Regions from separate parts of the Mus musculus genome. Here region 2 is linked to region 1. A link is a contact called in public Hi-C data. All regions are on one chromosome and are shown on one strand. Each heading gives the region's core, a stretch centred on a gene start, on an enhancer-like site or on the middle of the called end of the contact. The rest is flanking DNA. Distances are from core to core; before and after follow the strand shown. Region 1 overlaps Gm35456 (a long non-coding RNA gene). Region 2 overlaps Rsph9 (radial spoke head 9 homolog (Chlamydomonas)).

Region 1 (6,885 bases), core at 1,872-4,371:
GTCGACTTGTGAGACTCACCTGGGGCATGCATGGGAGGCTGGACATGCTTGGCCTGCAGAAGGAGATGGCTTGATTAGGTTCTCTGAGGTGAGAAGGCTGTCCCCTCTAGGTGAAACTGTTTCCTAGACTGTACAGAGAAGTGAGCTAAACAGAAATATTCATTATGCTGGAATGCTGGATTTTTTTTTTTTTTTTTTTTTTTTTTGAGACAGGGTTTCTCTGTGTAGTCCTGGCTGTCCTGGGACTCACTCTGTAGACCAGGCTGGCCTTGAACTCAGAAATTCACCTGCCTCTGCCTGCCTTTGCCTCCTGAGTGCTGTGATTAAAGGCATGAGTCATCAGGCCTGACTGAATTTACCTGTTTGTTTGTTTGTTTATTATGAGTAGCTGTCTTCAGACTCACAGGAAGAGGGCATCAGATCACATGACAGATGGTTGTGAGCCACCATGTGGTTGCTAGGAGTTGAACTTGGGACCTCTGGAAGAGCAGCCATGCTCTTAACCACTGAGCCATCTCTCCAGCCCGTATTTATTTATTTTTGTTGGTTGGCGGCTGGTTTGTTGAGACAGGGTCTTCTCTAGCCCAGACTGGCTCTAAAGTCTCTAATGCAGCCCAGGATGACCTTCAACATCTGATCCTCCTGCTTCTAATTCCCAAGGGCTGGGAATACAGTCTTGTGTCATCACTCCTGGCACTTCTACTTTTGAATTTAGTCATAAAAGGAGTCATAGTGCAAGGGTCTGGTATAAGGTTGGCATTCTGACATTTGCAGGTTTGGAACAAGCACCTGTGCTGGGCATGGCTGCTCATTTCCAGATAGATTCTTACCCCCACAGACTTTGCCCGTACTGGCTGCATGTCTCGGGCTTCCTACTTGTGAAGTGTCTTCCTGTGCCAAGTCTAGACTGATAACCCAGTTAAACTGGAGTCTGCATTTATGTGCAGAGGATCAATGTGTTTCTTGGAGAGAACCTTTGCTGATGTGACATTTGGCTTTAACTTTGATGTCTATTCCAGGACTAGGTATGAAAAAGGAGCGTCTAACTGAAAGCTACTTTCCCCTCTCCCTTTCTCTCCCTTGAGACAAGGTCTTACTATGTAGCCCCAGCTGGCCTGGAATTTACAGATCTGCCTGACTCTGCATCCTGAGTCCTGGGATGCCCTGGCATACCCTGCCCTGCCCACCTTACTTGTTTTAAAAAATAAAAAATAAAAAAGTATATATATACACACATACACACGTATGATATATATTATATATGTGATATATATGATATATATATATCCTTTGAAACAGTGTTTCGTGCATCCCATGCCAACAAACTTGTTATGTAACCAGTGATGATCTTGAACTTCTGATCTTCTGGGTCTACCTCCTAAGTGCTGGATCACAGGGGCAGAGAACTACACCCTACTATAACTGGTTATTTCTTCTCCAAATTTAAATACTGTTTCCTATCTGCCACTGCTTCCAATTGCACAGACGTTAGTTACTCTGATCTAGTGTTCACAATGTTGGGGTTGAAGGTTACAAGGTGGCCAGTGGAGTGCTTGCTTCTGGGTGAGTGGAGAGGGGAGCCATCACCTCAGTGTGGGTGAGGGTCTGCGCCTCCGTGGATGGGAAGGAGGAGGGGGACTCAGATGGACTGTGTTTACATGGAAGTTAATTACTTGGAAGTTAATCAGCAGTATCAGGCGCAGGCAGGGGGCAGACAGGAGACAGAAATAAAGAGGAATTACACGTAAAGGAAATGACATCATGCGGCCACAAATTGGACTCAGTGTTCTTCAGTTTGCAGATGTATGTATGTATGTATGTATGTATGTATGTATGTATGTATGTATGTATGTTTATATATTTTCACAGGTGACAGGGTCTCAATAAATAGCTCTGGCTGGCCTGGGACTCCCATTTGTAAGCTTGCAGAGTCCTGGGCCACCACGCTTGGCTGTAGGACGTGGCATGCAGACACGACTTCTCACCTCCTGGTTTTTCTTCTTCTCTCCACCCAGAAGGCTGTGGGATAAACAGGTATAGTGACAGGCTAAAGCTGGCTTTTGACTTTTTTTATCTTAAAAAAAAAAAAACCACTTGTTTTATTTTATGTGTGTGTGTGTGTGTGTGTGTGTGTGTGTGTGTGTGTGTGTGCCTGAGTATATTTGTATGTACACACGGGGTGAGGGTAAGCCAGAAGAGGTGTCAGTGAAGACTACCAGAGGACCAGGGCCAGTCAACTCCCAGAACAAAGTGGGAGTCCTTGTTTCATGTGAGAGGGGTCTCAGTCAAGGTCTGACTTGGCTCCACCTGCTGGATGGCATGGAGGGTCGCCTTTCTGGTCACCACCAGGACCCAGTTTTCTGCTCAGACTTGGTTTTCCTTGCCTGTCCCAGCAGTGGCTTCAGCCACCTTCCTGCCTGACAGGCTGGCTGGCAACTTATATTCTGTTTTTCGTTTCACAAGTGGCTTTCCCCTCTTTCCTTTTAAAATTGAGAGGAGCAGGGGGCAGGCAGTGGTGGTGCACAGCCTTAACCCTAGCACTCGGGAGGCAGGGGCAGGCAGATTTCTGAGTTCAAGACCAGCCTGGTCTACAGAGCAAGTTCCAGGACATCCAGGGCTACACAGAGAAACTCAATAAACAAAGAAGCTAATTAATTAATTAATTAATTAATCAAAAATAAAATTGAGACAGCGTTTCATGTATACTAGACTGGCCTCAAACTTGGCTGTGTAGTCCATAATAACATTTGATCAACTTGCCCTACCTGTCATTGCAGGTGTGCACCCCATGCCTGGCTTATGTGGTGCTGGGGATGGAACCCAGGGCGTCATACACGTTAGGCAAGCGCTCTGGGAATCATGTTCAGCCCCAAATTCTGCCCCTCTACAGAAGCCTCTACTCCTCCTTCTAGAACCCCACACACCTGTTTTTCCTCCATCCTAGGGCTTCCCCCGATCTTTTCATGCTGTGAGAGTTTCTATAAGTGCATCTGGCACTACCGGGTAGCCCTCTCATCATTGGATGCCTGACTGAGAAGAGAACACCCAAGCTGACCAGACCTCAGGAACTGCCGGGCAAGTGGCAGGCTGGGATTCCAAATCGGGACTATCTGACCTCATGACTTCTGCTCTTTCAGCTCCCCTGACCTGTGTTGAAACTATTTCTTGGTAAGGTGCCCTCCCCAGCAATTAAAAACTGAAACTGTTTTCCGGAAGCAGCCTTTGGATAACCACCAAGATATTTGGGTTGCTTCCGGTTACTTCTTGGATTATCTTCTCTTAGCCTGAATGGAAGGGAAGACTGTGCTTCTCGCTGGAGCGAGCCTGCCCGCCTGCCCGCCTGCCCGCCTGCCCGCCTGCCCGCCTGCCCGCCTCCCCGCCTCCCCGCCTGCCCGCCTGCCCGCCTTACCAGGTTTGCCTCTTGTCATCTCATGGTTGCATTCACTGTGGCCAAGGAAATGGACCCTTTGCTTTCATGGGGCCCTCTCAGGACCCAGCAAGAAATGGTTTCTCGCCGGGTGTGGTGGCGCACGCCTTTAATCCCAGTACTCGGGAGGCAGAGGCAGGTGGATTTCTGAGTTCGAGGCCAGCCTGGTCTACAAAGTGAGTTCCAGGAGAGCCAGGGCTACACAGAGAAACTCTGTCTCAAAAAAAAAAAAAAATAAATAAAATAAAAGAAATGGTTTCTCCATGTTTGTTGAATAAAGAATTAAGTGAAGAGGGTGAGCCATCTCCCACACCAGCGATGTTTTCTGTCTTCCAAGCCCTATTCCTTCTCTCTGTAAATCCTGGACCATGGAAGCCCACTAGGTGCTGGGTAAGTGGTTATGTTCAGTGGTCCCCACAGTAGTGAGGTGGAGTTTAGCCCTACATGAAGCCTCTCATTTGATCCTTCTTTCTCTTGCTCTATCCCTAGGGTTCCTGCCTTGAGTTTCCAGCATAAGCCCTTAAGAGCTCACAGGTGGCCCTATGGCCAGGAGTGTCCTTTCTTGTCTGGAGAGGTGACCGATCATCTTTTGGAGTTCTGCTCAGATTTCTCATCAATGAAGTTCCAGTCAACACTTACAAAATCCAGGCTGGGTATCTTAAATGGCCTCTCAGGACCTGCCCTGTCTCTTTCCATACCTCTCTGTATTGGGGAGGTGAAGCAGGAGCTTGGAGGACAAGAAGAGTGAAGGATGGGGGCTGGAGAGATGGCTCAGCGGTTAAGAGCACTGACTGCTCTTCCAGAGGTCCTGAGTTCAAATTCCAGCAACCACATGGTGGCTCACAACCATCTGTAATGAGATCTGATGCCCTCTTTTGGTGTGTCTGAAGACAGCTACAGTGTACTTATATATAATAAATAAATAAATCTAGAAGAAGAAGAAGAAGAAGAAGAAGAAGAAGAAGAAGAAGAAGAAGAAGAAGAAGAAGAAGAAGAAGAAGAAGAAGAAGAAGAGAAAAAAAAGAAGAGTGAAGGATGGAATGTCTGCCACTGGCTTCTTTTCTCCCTTTGGCTCTGCCAGAACACTGGTCATATCACAACTATTCTATAGACAAATGTCTACATTGCCCAGGGCCTGTGCCCCAGGGCCATGCAGTACCCATACTGGCCCACACGTTTGGCTCTGCTCTTGGCCCTATGCAAAATTCCTGGGAGGGGCTCTCCAGCCCCTTGAATATTCTATTCTGGGATGGTGTTAAGACACCATCACTAGCAGCTGTCAACCTGGAAGATGAAGAGACTAGTCAGAATTAGCCAAGTGATAGGGTTAAGTGGGGATACCCTGGGGATGCCCTCAGCCCCAGCCAAAGCCACAGATGTGACAGTGAGTGAGTGGACTGTATCGAGACCTGGATCCTGTTTGTGGTTCAAAGTAGCAATGGTAAGCTGGCAGAGGCAGCCCTTGGGCTGCTGGAGGGCTGCAGCTTTAACCCATTGCTGCCTGGCTTTTTGCTCATGGTTCCTTGTCCCAGCGTGCTTAAGACAGTTGTACTAGCAGCGCCTGCACGCACATGTACACACTCACATGCATGCCCACACACACATAAAGGAGGACTGACAGACAGGTTTGGTAGCACACACCTGTGAATTCCATAAAAGGCAAGAGGACCAGGAGTTCAAGGTCATTGTCAGTCACATAGGATGTCCAAGAACAGCCTGGACCACAGGAGATCTTATCCCAAAGGGGGGAAAAAGATGGGGGTAAGAATAGGTATTTAGCAATTTAAGGAAACTGAAACTGAGGAGTTATGCTAAGCATCCAAACACTGAAGGCTAGTGGAGAGCTGCGTCTCTATCAGGAGTCCGTTCAAAGGACATGTGACCTCGAGGGACAACGCAGGGCCAGAGCTGGGTAGGGCAGGCCTATAGGGGAAGTGTGGCCAGCTCAGTGAGTGACTGGCAAAGCCTCTGCCATCTCTTCTGTGGTCTGTGGAGAGCTCTGGACTGCCTGCCGTGTGACGCGGGCCATGGAGCTGGCTGCTGCTTGTGACCCTTCCACCGAGAAGCAGTCCCTCATTTGTGCTGTGGCCTCTAAATCAAGCACATCTGTGTGTCTGTCCATATTCCAGCCTTCAACCCATGGGGCAGCTTGTGTCTCCAAAATTGGGCAGGAACTCAAGAACGGCAGGAGGTGGGCTGTAGAGAGAGCCCAGGGGCGAAGAGCACTTGGCTGCCCTTGGAGAAGACCAGGTTTGAGTCTCAGCACCCACAGGGCGAGTCACAACCATCTGCAGCTCCCATTCCAGGGACTTATCATATAAATCTCATTTTAAAAATATTAAAAAGACCTAGGCGTGGTGGTAGCATGCCTTTGGCCCCAGCTGTCAGGAAACAGAGGCAGGCAGATTTTTGTGAGTTTGAAGCCAGCCTATTCTATAGAACAAGTTCAAATATAGTCAGGGAGAGCTACACAGAGACACCCTGTCTCAAAACAAACACACACAGACAGACAGACAGACAGACGGGGGTAGGAGTGGGTGAGGATCCACTCTAGGTCTTGCCTGGGATTACCATGGAGTCCCCATCCTGGGAGTGGAGATGGAGGAATGGGAGTAATGTCTGATATCGGTTTGAGAATGTTCAGAGAGATCTACTTGGCTCAGGGCCTGGGAGATCTGAGTGAAAGATTTCAGTCGCATCAGGAGTGCCTGCGAACGGGAAAGAGAGAGGCGCAGTGAGCTGAGAGCAAACATGAGTGACCGAGAAGGAGCTGGGTGAGCATCAGGGGGGACCAGTGGGGAAGGAGATCGGGGAAATGGAGTCCTGGAGGTGAGAGGTGAGACGCTAAGAGGAAGTGGGCAGGAGCTAGAGAGATGGGTTAAAGGTTAAGTGCATGGGCTGCTCTTCCAGAGGACCTGGGTTCAATTCCTACTACCCCCATGGCAGCTCACAACTGTCTGTACCTCCAGTTACAGGGGACCAGATACCCTCACACACACAGACACACGTGCAGGAAAAACACACGCAATAAAAACAAACAAATCATTAAAAAAAAAAAAAGAGGAAGTGGGCCACCTCATGGGACACAGTGGCTCCTGCAGAGGGACAGAGAAGGGACCACAGAGGTCACAGGTGAGAGTGCTGGAGTCAAGGCTTCCTGAGGTATTGTGGGAAGGAGGTGGGGTCAGGGATGCTTTCCACAGCGTTCTGAGAAGGGCTGAGTTGAGAAGGCAGACTCAAGGGCTTATCTGACTCAGACTGGGGGATGCTTTAAAATTACTGTTATCATAATTATTGTGTGCCATGGTGCACGAGTGGAGGCCAGAGGAGAACTTTCCAGATTCAGCTCCCCGCTCCCACTGGGTTCTATCGGGCTTGCATGGCATGTCCTTTAACTGCCACCTTGCCAGTTGGGGAGGGTGCTGTGATGGGGACCACAAACTGTCCTGTTACCGCTG
Region 2 (6,885 bases), core at 3,013-5,512, 420 kb after region 1:
TGCTCCATGTGGCACAGATGCAGCCAAGGCTCACTGAAGGAGAGCTGAGGAGGAAAGCTCTGGAGACGCTGCGCAGTCGGGCTCTTCTCAAGTCCCTGAGTCCTGATGAACACCTATACCATGGGCCTGTATATGAACCCCATCTTCACCTCTCCCTCTGAGGGCTAGGAGAGGCCAGTGAAGGGGCTAGCTGGAGGTGACGGAACTTATGCTGGGCTAACCTGTTGTCTTAAAACAACTGACCATAGAAACAGCAGCCCCTGTGCAGGGGGTACCCCAGTGCAGTGTTCGTGGGTCCAGCCAACTAGGGAAGGCCTCATCTTCCTACCTCCTGTGCCCAGCACACACCTCTGCCCAGGTCAGATGCAGGACGGACCTCCCGCAGCTTTCCCTCTGCATGAGGCTCACAGCTCAAGCTCCAAAGAACCATGATAGAAAGGCGTGAATCAGCAACCCTCTGTCAGCCAGAAGATGTCAGCCAAAAAAAAAATTTTAATTTCTGCCAGGAATACTAGTTTTTAAAGTAAAACTTGAGGGCCTCTAGAGGCAGCCAGGGCAAGCCTCAACCTCACATAGAACACAGGAGGACCTGGCCTTTGTGGTTGAACTCTTGAGTATGAAGGATGGGCCTTCCTGATCAGGAGCCAGGTTTCATTATGAACAGAGTAAACCCCAGTCTTGGTGCTATGACCCACTCTTCCAGGAACAGTCAGAGCCTAGGCTATCCCCAGAGGAGGCCAGAGGGCCATGGGTGGCCGCCATCTTTCCCTGGCCCCTCCTACTTACAGAAACCTGCTGGAACACAGCACTGCTGTGTTCATCCCTTGCTTCCTATGGGGTGAGGGATGGGGTCCTGCAACGATTGAGGTGCCCTGGGAAGTCCCCTGGAGGCTAGGAGATCTAAAGGAGCCAAGTGGGATGAGTGCAGGCCTTCTCCAGCCTTCTGTCACATTCCTGTCTCCAGCGTCAGGCCAGAGACCTGCGTGACAAGCAGGATTCTTCTCTGCCTTCCTCCTGCAGTGTGGATGTACACTGACAACTCTTAAAGGTCAAGGGGATGGGCCTGGGCTGCCAGACTCCACCTCAGCCCTGAGTACACACACTTGTAGCCGCAAGAGCCCAGCCCATCTGTTTACAAAACAGCAGTCCCCTCCCCCAAAAATGCTTTGCCTTTTGAGAAAGGAAAACTGGTGAGGGAGGCAGCACAGCCCCAGGGGGCAGTGTCCGGCTCTTCCTGCCCCAGCAGGCAACCTCTTGTGTTCCCACTACAGCTATCTGACTCGCTGGGCTCCCAAGTCCGTCAAGCCCATCTATAAAAAAGGCCACCGTTGGAACAAGGTGGGTATGGCCGTGGGGTCACCACTCCTGAAAGACAATGTCTGCTACTCCAGAAGGCCTCTGAAGATGATGCATTAGTGGGAGCAGGACTTCTGAAGAGCTGACTAGAACCGTCTAGAAGATGCACTTGCTCCTCCCACCAGAACCATTATCCTCCACAACAGCACAGAGAACTAACTTCTGTGCCTTGGATCTGCCCAGCTGCAATGTTGGAAGCCAAGGGCAGCCAGGAGCTGGATCTCCTGGCCACTGTGGTCTTCTGCCTGGCTGGGGCTGAGGTTGGAGCAGGGACGGGAGCCTTACCCAAGGCAATGTAATAAAGCAGGCTCTTGGCTTCCCCGTGTGGTCAGTGCTTAGAAATGTGGGGCCTGTGCATAGTAGGGAACTGCCTAATGGGCCCTGTCAGTGGACCTGGGGCAGGTCCATGTGCCACACAGGTCCCATCGTCTGCTGACGGGCACCACACTGCAGTGAGGGCCTAGTGACTGTCAGTTACTAGCAGCTTTCAGTTGAATCCAGGAATTTGAGCGGGCCCCTAACTGCCCCTTCACACCATCTCCACCCATCTACACTTGATGCCTCCTCCTTCATTAGCTCATCCCAGGCCTCTGCTTCTTGGTTCAGAATTGTTTTCTGGCCTTTCATAGCCAGGTGACTAGATTGCCAGAGGGACAAAATGACAACAATCAAGACAGAACAAAAAGGCCCAACAGTTGAACTTTATGAAAGAGTGTTTCGACCCCACATAAATATCCAGCCTGCCTTCCTACAGCATGAAGGGCAAGTCCATGTTCTTCTCTCCTGTGCCTACGTAGATGTAGCCATAGTTCTTGGTGCGAGGAGCGTGGTAGAAGGTGAGGCCTGGCCAGAGCAGGCTGCGCAGCACCACCAGTGCGTTGCCCCTTTCCATCTGGATGCTCCAAGACCCTGGATGGGAGGGACAATTGAGGCCTGGCACTGAGGTGCCACTGAGAAAGTTGCTGTGCTCCTGATGGTCACAGTCACTTGCTCATGACACAGGGAAGGGAGCAAGTGTAGAGGTGACTTCAGGGACCCACAGATGGTGTGGCTCCCTTTCCTTGCTTCAGGGTAAATCACTGACCTTGGGCCTCTGCCCTAAGATCGATGAGACAACCAGGGGCTCAAGCTGAAGTTGGGCCATTTCAGGCCTCCACCTCAGTGGTCTGCCCAACTGCTGATGGGTGGAGTCATGCCTGGTAGGAGGAGACCTCGGCTGCTGAGTCTGCCCCATGCTACTCAAGACGCCAGGCAGCTCAGACCAGGCTAGGCTGTGCAGCCAGGATGACTTGGCTGGAAGGGCCTGATCCAGCTCCAAGGGAGGGAGCCGCTGTGTGGGAGGAAGGAGCCTGGGAAAATCGCCTCTGGATGCAGATCTGGGCTTCTATTCCCCTGCGCACAGAGGCCTCTCCCCCAAACCAGCCACAGCCCTGCTCTGGGCCCTGCCAGGAAGGCAAATAACTTTTGAAGGTTTTGGTACAGGACCAACCAGTTATGCTCAGAGGGCTGATCTGGAGCCTTCATCAGTTGCCAGCTCAGCCCCGGTGCTGGCTCCCACCACTCAAGCTTCCCGCAGCCTACCTCCAACCATGGCCCACCCTGGTCACTCCACACCCAGCAGCCTCACGATTCAGTCAGTTTCCACCCTCCAGAGGCCACCCTGCATCAGAGAAGCCTATCCCCGTGTAGCTAGCTGCCTGCCCAGGTCAAAACCAGAGCTTTCTGGAAGCATGGAGGTCCTCTGCCCCTGGTCCTGACTGAGCCATGCACAGAACAATGGGGTGAAGGCCACACCATGGGCCTATCGCTTGCTCTAGGCCCCAGTGCCACCGCCAAGGAATCAAAACATCAAGTGAAACAGGCCCCGGTTGGTACGACACCTAGCCAACAGCTGTTCTTTGGGCACCTGAGAACCCTGGTGGCTTTCTTGGTCACAAGTCTCCAGGAAACATTGCTTGAGGGGAGACAAGGATAGAATGTTACAGAACAGTGTCCCAGGCCCTGTGTTTTATCCTTGGCAACAAAAAGACCCAGAAATATACAGTTCTCTAGCCTTAAGTCCCATTACTGGGGCCCAGAACATCATTTGGACAGCTTTCTACAGAGACCTAATCCCTCATTGCCCTTGGAGCCCACAGCTACACAGCCTCTGTGAGATAAGCAAGACCAAGCTCTGATTGCCCACCCAGGGAGGCTGGCTTGCAGCGTCCCTCACTCAGGCGCTAGCCTGGAGAAAACAGCCTAGGGTCTATCCCTAACCCCACTGTATCCAGATATCTATCGATTCAACCAACAGCATGGTGGCATGGGGCCCCTCAGACCAGCATGTCTGCTCACCTCTTACTTCGAGGAGATGGGAAGCAGAGGCTGAAATGAGTAGCCCAAGCCCAGCAACATGGGTAAACTGTGAGGAAGTTAAAAAAATACAAATACAGATGCCAGTGAGGGCGGGACCAAGCAAGCCAAAGGGTGCTGAGTTGCAGCATGCCAGGGGCCGGGCTCTCTGCCTTCCCGCGCAGCCCCGGCATCGTGTTCTTGTCCTCTCAACCTCCCTGGTTCAGTCAGCTCATCATCTGGGACACACACCATGTTCCATTCTCTCTCTCTCTCTCTCTCTCTCTCTCTCTCTCTCTCTCTCTCTCTGTGTGTGTGTGTGTGTGTGTGTGTGTGTGAGCAGACACACAGTGTGTACCTGACACCTTCACCTCCATCTCAACTGTAAATATGGAAAAACCAGGCCCAGACAACTGTGGTAGTAGCCCTTTGAAGGAATGATCCAGTGGATCAGTTCACAGCCCCAGGCCTCCTCAGACCTGGCTTCCTCTCCAGAGACCTGTACTGAGACTGGGGAGAAGATCCAGCCTGGAACTCAGCAGCTGAGCCTCTGCAGTTGGCAGGAGGTCTTCCTGGGTTTCCCAATGCCAGAGAGAGTAAGGGCCAGGCTCAGGTCAAACTGTCGAGGGAGCAGCAGGTATCCTACGTCTCAACCCCTAAAGGTCATCACACTAAGCAATGGCCGGGAAGGCCTGGGTAGATGGCTCAAAGCTAGATTTGATTCCCAGCACCTACGTGATGGCTAATAACCATCTAACACCAGCGCCATGGTGGCCTCCATAGGCACCAGGCATATGTGTAGTACACAGATATACATGCAAACAAAATACCCATACAGGTAAAATGAAATTTAAAAAAAAAAAAAAATGGGCTGGTCAGATGGCTCAGTGGGTAAGAGCACCCGACTGCTCTTCCGAAGGTCCGGAGTTCAAATCCCAGCAACCACATGGTGGCTCACAACCATCTGTAACAAGATCTGACGCCCTCTTTTGGAGTGTCTGGAGACAGCTACAGTGTACTTATATAATAAATAAATAAATCTTTAAAAAAAAATGGCTGTAAGTTCCTGAAAGCCACCATTCTCTTTACCACAAGGTAGAGTCAATCCTCTCAGAGTGGGGACAGAGAAAAAGGACACCCCTGGTGCAGCCTCCAATATAAGTAAACAATGGGGTAGGGGTAGGGTCCTCTGATCGCTTCTAAAAGACGTAGGAGCCATCTGCACGAACCCCCATAAAGCTGATGCCACACTGCCCATTCTCTTCAGGCTCCCTGTCCTCACTAACCACCAGCAGCTTTTAAAGGTCAATTTCTTGGCTGCAGGACTCTTGCTGCCCTCTGCTGCCCAAACTGGGCACTGCACTGAGTACTCTTTGTTGGGACCCCGGCCACCTGCTGCCTCTGCTGCCTACTCTGTGCGCACCCCCACCCCATCCTACCCTCCAACATCTTCCAGTATAACTTCTGTTTTTTCAGCTTCTCCTGGTTGCGCTCAAACCTTCCTGACTTAAGAGCGTTGTCTTTCTCATTCCAAGGGCACCAAAAGAACTTGGCACGCAGCAGCTGCTCCATGCTCTGCTGACAGAGCGGAAAGGTTAAGGAGTATTGAATGGCAGAGTCCAGGTGAGGAAGCTGGCTGCCCTGCGTACTGCCCCACCTGTCTTCCGGTGCAAGCCCGCAGCCAGGAAGTCTTAGCACTCATCAGGAGGAGGATCTTGCCAGGGATCCATCCCTACAAAACTTTCCATCCCAGGACATCACACAGCAGCTCACTGCCAAGATATTAGCCTCAGGCAATATCCCTCTCCATTCTGTTCTCTTCCACTCAGAGAGAAGCTGTGAGCTCTGGGCTTATCTCTGTGGGCACAGGGAACAGAGACCCCAGGACAAGGCCCACTTCACACCTGCTTAGAGGTGACCTGAGCCATCTTGAATGACTGCTTCAGACTCAGAAAGCAATGTTCCTCCCTAAGTAGAAAGAGCTAAAGATCTACAGACTCCACCCCTCTAGCCAGGCATGGTATCCAAGGGTTCTAGTCCTGACTCTGCACAGGTCATCACCACTGCATCTGCTAGGCAGGAGAGGCGCCCAGCGGCTCATTCAGCTCTCACTAGAAGAGTCTGGAAGGAAGCCAGAGTGTGTCTGATAAGGAGAGCCATCCCGGCCTCGTCATTCTCCTTCTGTTGCCAACGAGTCCCAGAAGCCACCTCCCCATCACTGTAAGCCCACACTCAAGGTGACTTGGCTCAGGTGCCTCCGTGTGGTGGAACCAGCTGCTCAGAACCATCGTCCCTAGCCCTGTGAGTCGCCCTAAGACAGGAACCTGCAGGTTTGCTTGTCCCTTCTCTGTCCACCTGTGAACACTGCCTTCTGATCACGGGCCTTCCCTTAAGCCTCCTTAGCTCTTCCCACCAAAGCTTGTCAGGAACCTGGAAATTATATATGTGTACATATAAAATCCATATTTTGGCTGAGTGGATGGCATGTGTCTTTAATCCCAGCACTTGAAAAGCAGAGGCGGGTGGATCTCTGCAAATTTGAGGCCAGCCTGGTCTACAGAGTGAGTTCCAGGACAGCTAGGGCTATACAAAGAAACCCTGTCTCAAATTTAATAATAATAATAATAATAATGTTTCATATAGCTCAGCTGACCTAGAATTTACTATGTAGCCAAGGATGACATTAAACTTCTGACCCTCCTGCTACATAATGACGGGGAGGAGGGCTGGTACCAAAGTGGGTTGGATATCAGCAAATAGAGAGTTATCAAAGGACATAGGAAATAGAATGATGATAGGAAGGAGAAATAAACCTAAAAGGTCTAATGTAAAACATGGTAACTGTAGTTCATGATGAATATATACGGATGCAGATATATATGGATTTAGACATATAAATGCAGATATATTTGAGGTAGGGTTGTGCACTGAAGTCCAGGCATCTGAGTCCTGGGATCACAAGTCTGCACCACCACAGTTGACTTTCCGTTATGCTCCTGGACAGTGCAATAGCAGACAAGTGTGCTCCTGGGGGGAAGCTACCTGAGCTAGACTCAACTGTTAGCCTCAACTGCTCGGGTAGCTTATACACACACACACACACATATACACACACACACACACACACACACACACACACATATACACATATATATATATACACACACACACACACATATACACACACACACACAC

The links. A called contact is a pair of places that touch in the nucleus more often than the background predicts.
Region 2: a Hi-C map of bone marrow-derived macrophages shows a contact between it and region 1, with 27 read pairs. The contact joins two enhancer-like sites. A contact is called at or near these places in 10 of 39 promoter capture datasets (3T3-L1-derived adipocytes, the C10 cell line, cranial neural crest and 7 more), 2 of 15 datasets of contacts at CTCF or cohesin (the NIH/3T3 cell line and embryonic stem cells), 67 of 484 Hi-C or Micro-C datasets (the AML12 cell line, B cells, the C3H10T1/2 cell line and 44 more), 24 of 115 datasets of contacts at active chromatin or transcription factors (CD4 single positive thymocytes, the HPC-7 cell line, acute myeloid leukemia and 19 more) and 4 of 9 other capture datasets (adipose tissue, liver, macrophages and 1 more).

Annotation. Positions count from the first base shown.
Region 1 is chr17:45,705,255-45,712,139 of GRCm38.p6, forward strand. It overlaps Gm35456 (a long non-coding RNA gene), which reads right to left. Exons shown (of 7, transcript XR_385596.4): 5 at 5,999-6,135; 6 at 20-53. Among named protein-coding and RNA genes, the nearest start is that of Gm35456, 18 kb to the right of the region's middle. Within about 2 kb of position 3,122, at least 8 of the 459 cell types and tissues checked have an H3K27ac peak or open chromatin away from gene starts, as enhancers often do. A contact at or near this core is called in bone marrow-derived macrophages and liver, where this site is marked.
Region 2 is chr17:46,127,234-46,134,118 of GRCm38.p6, forward strand. It overlaps Rsph9 (radial spoke head 9 homolog (Chlamydomonas)), which reads right to left. Exons shown (of 5, transcript NM_029338.4): 5 at 2,037-2,265. The coding sequence ends at 2,105. Mrps18a (mitochondrial ribosomal protein S18A) reads left to right here. Exons shown (of 6, transcript NM_026768.3): 6 at 1,272-1,675. The coding sequence ends at 1,416. Among named protein-coding and RNA genes, the nearest start is that of Rsph9, 14 kb to the right of the region's middle. Within about 2 kb of position 4,263, at least 32 of the 459 cell types and tissues checked have an H3K27ac peak or open chromatin away from gene starts, as enhancers often do. A contact at or near this core is called in bone marrow-derived macrophages and liver, where this site is marked.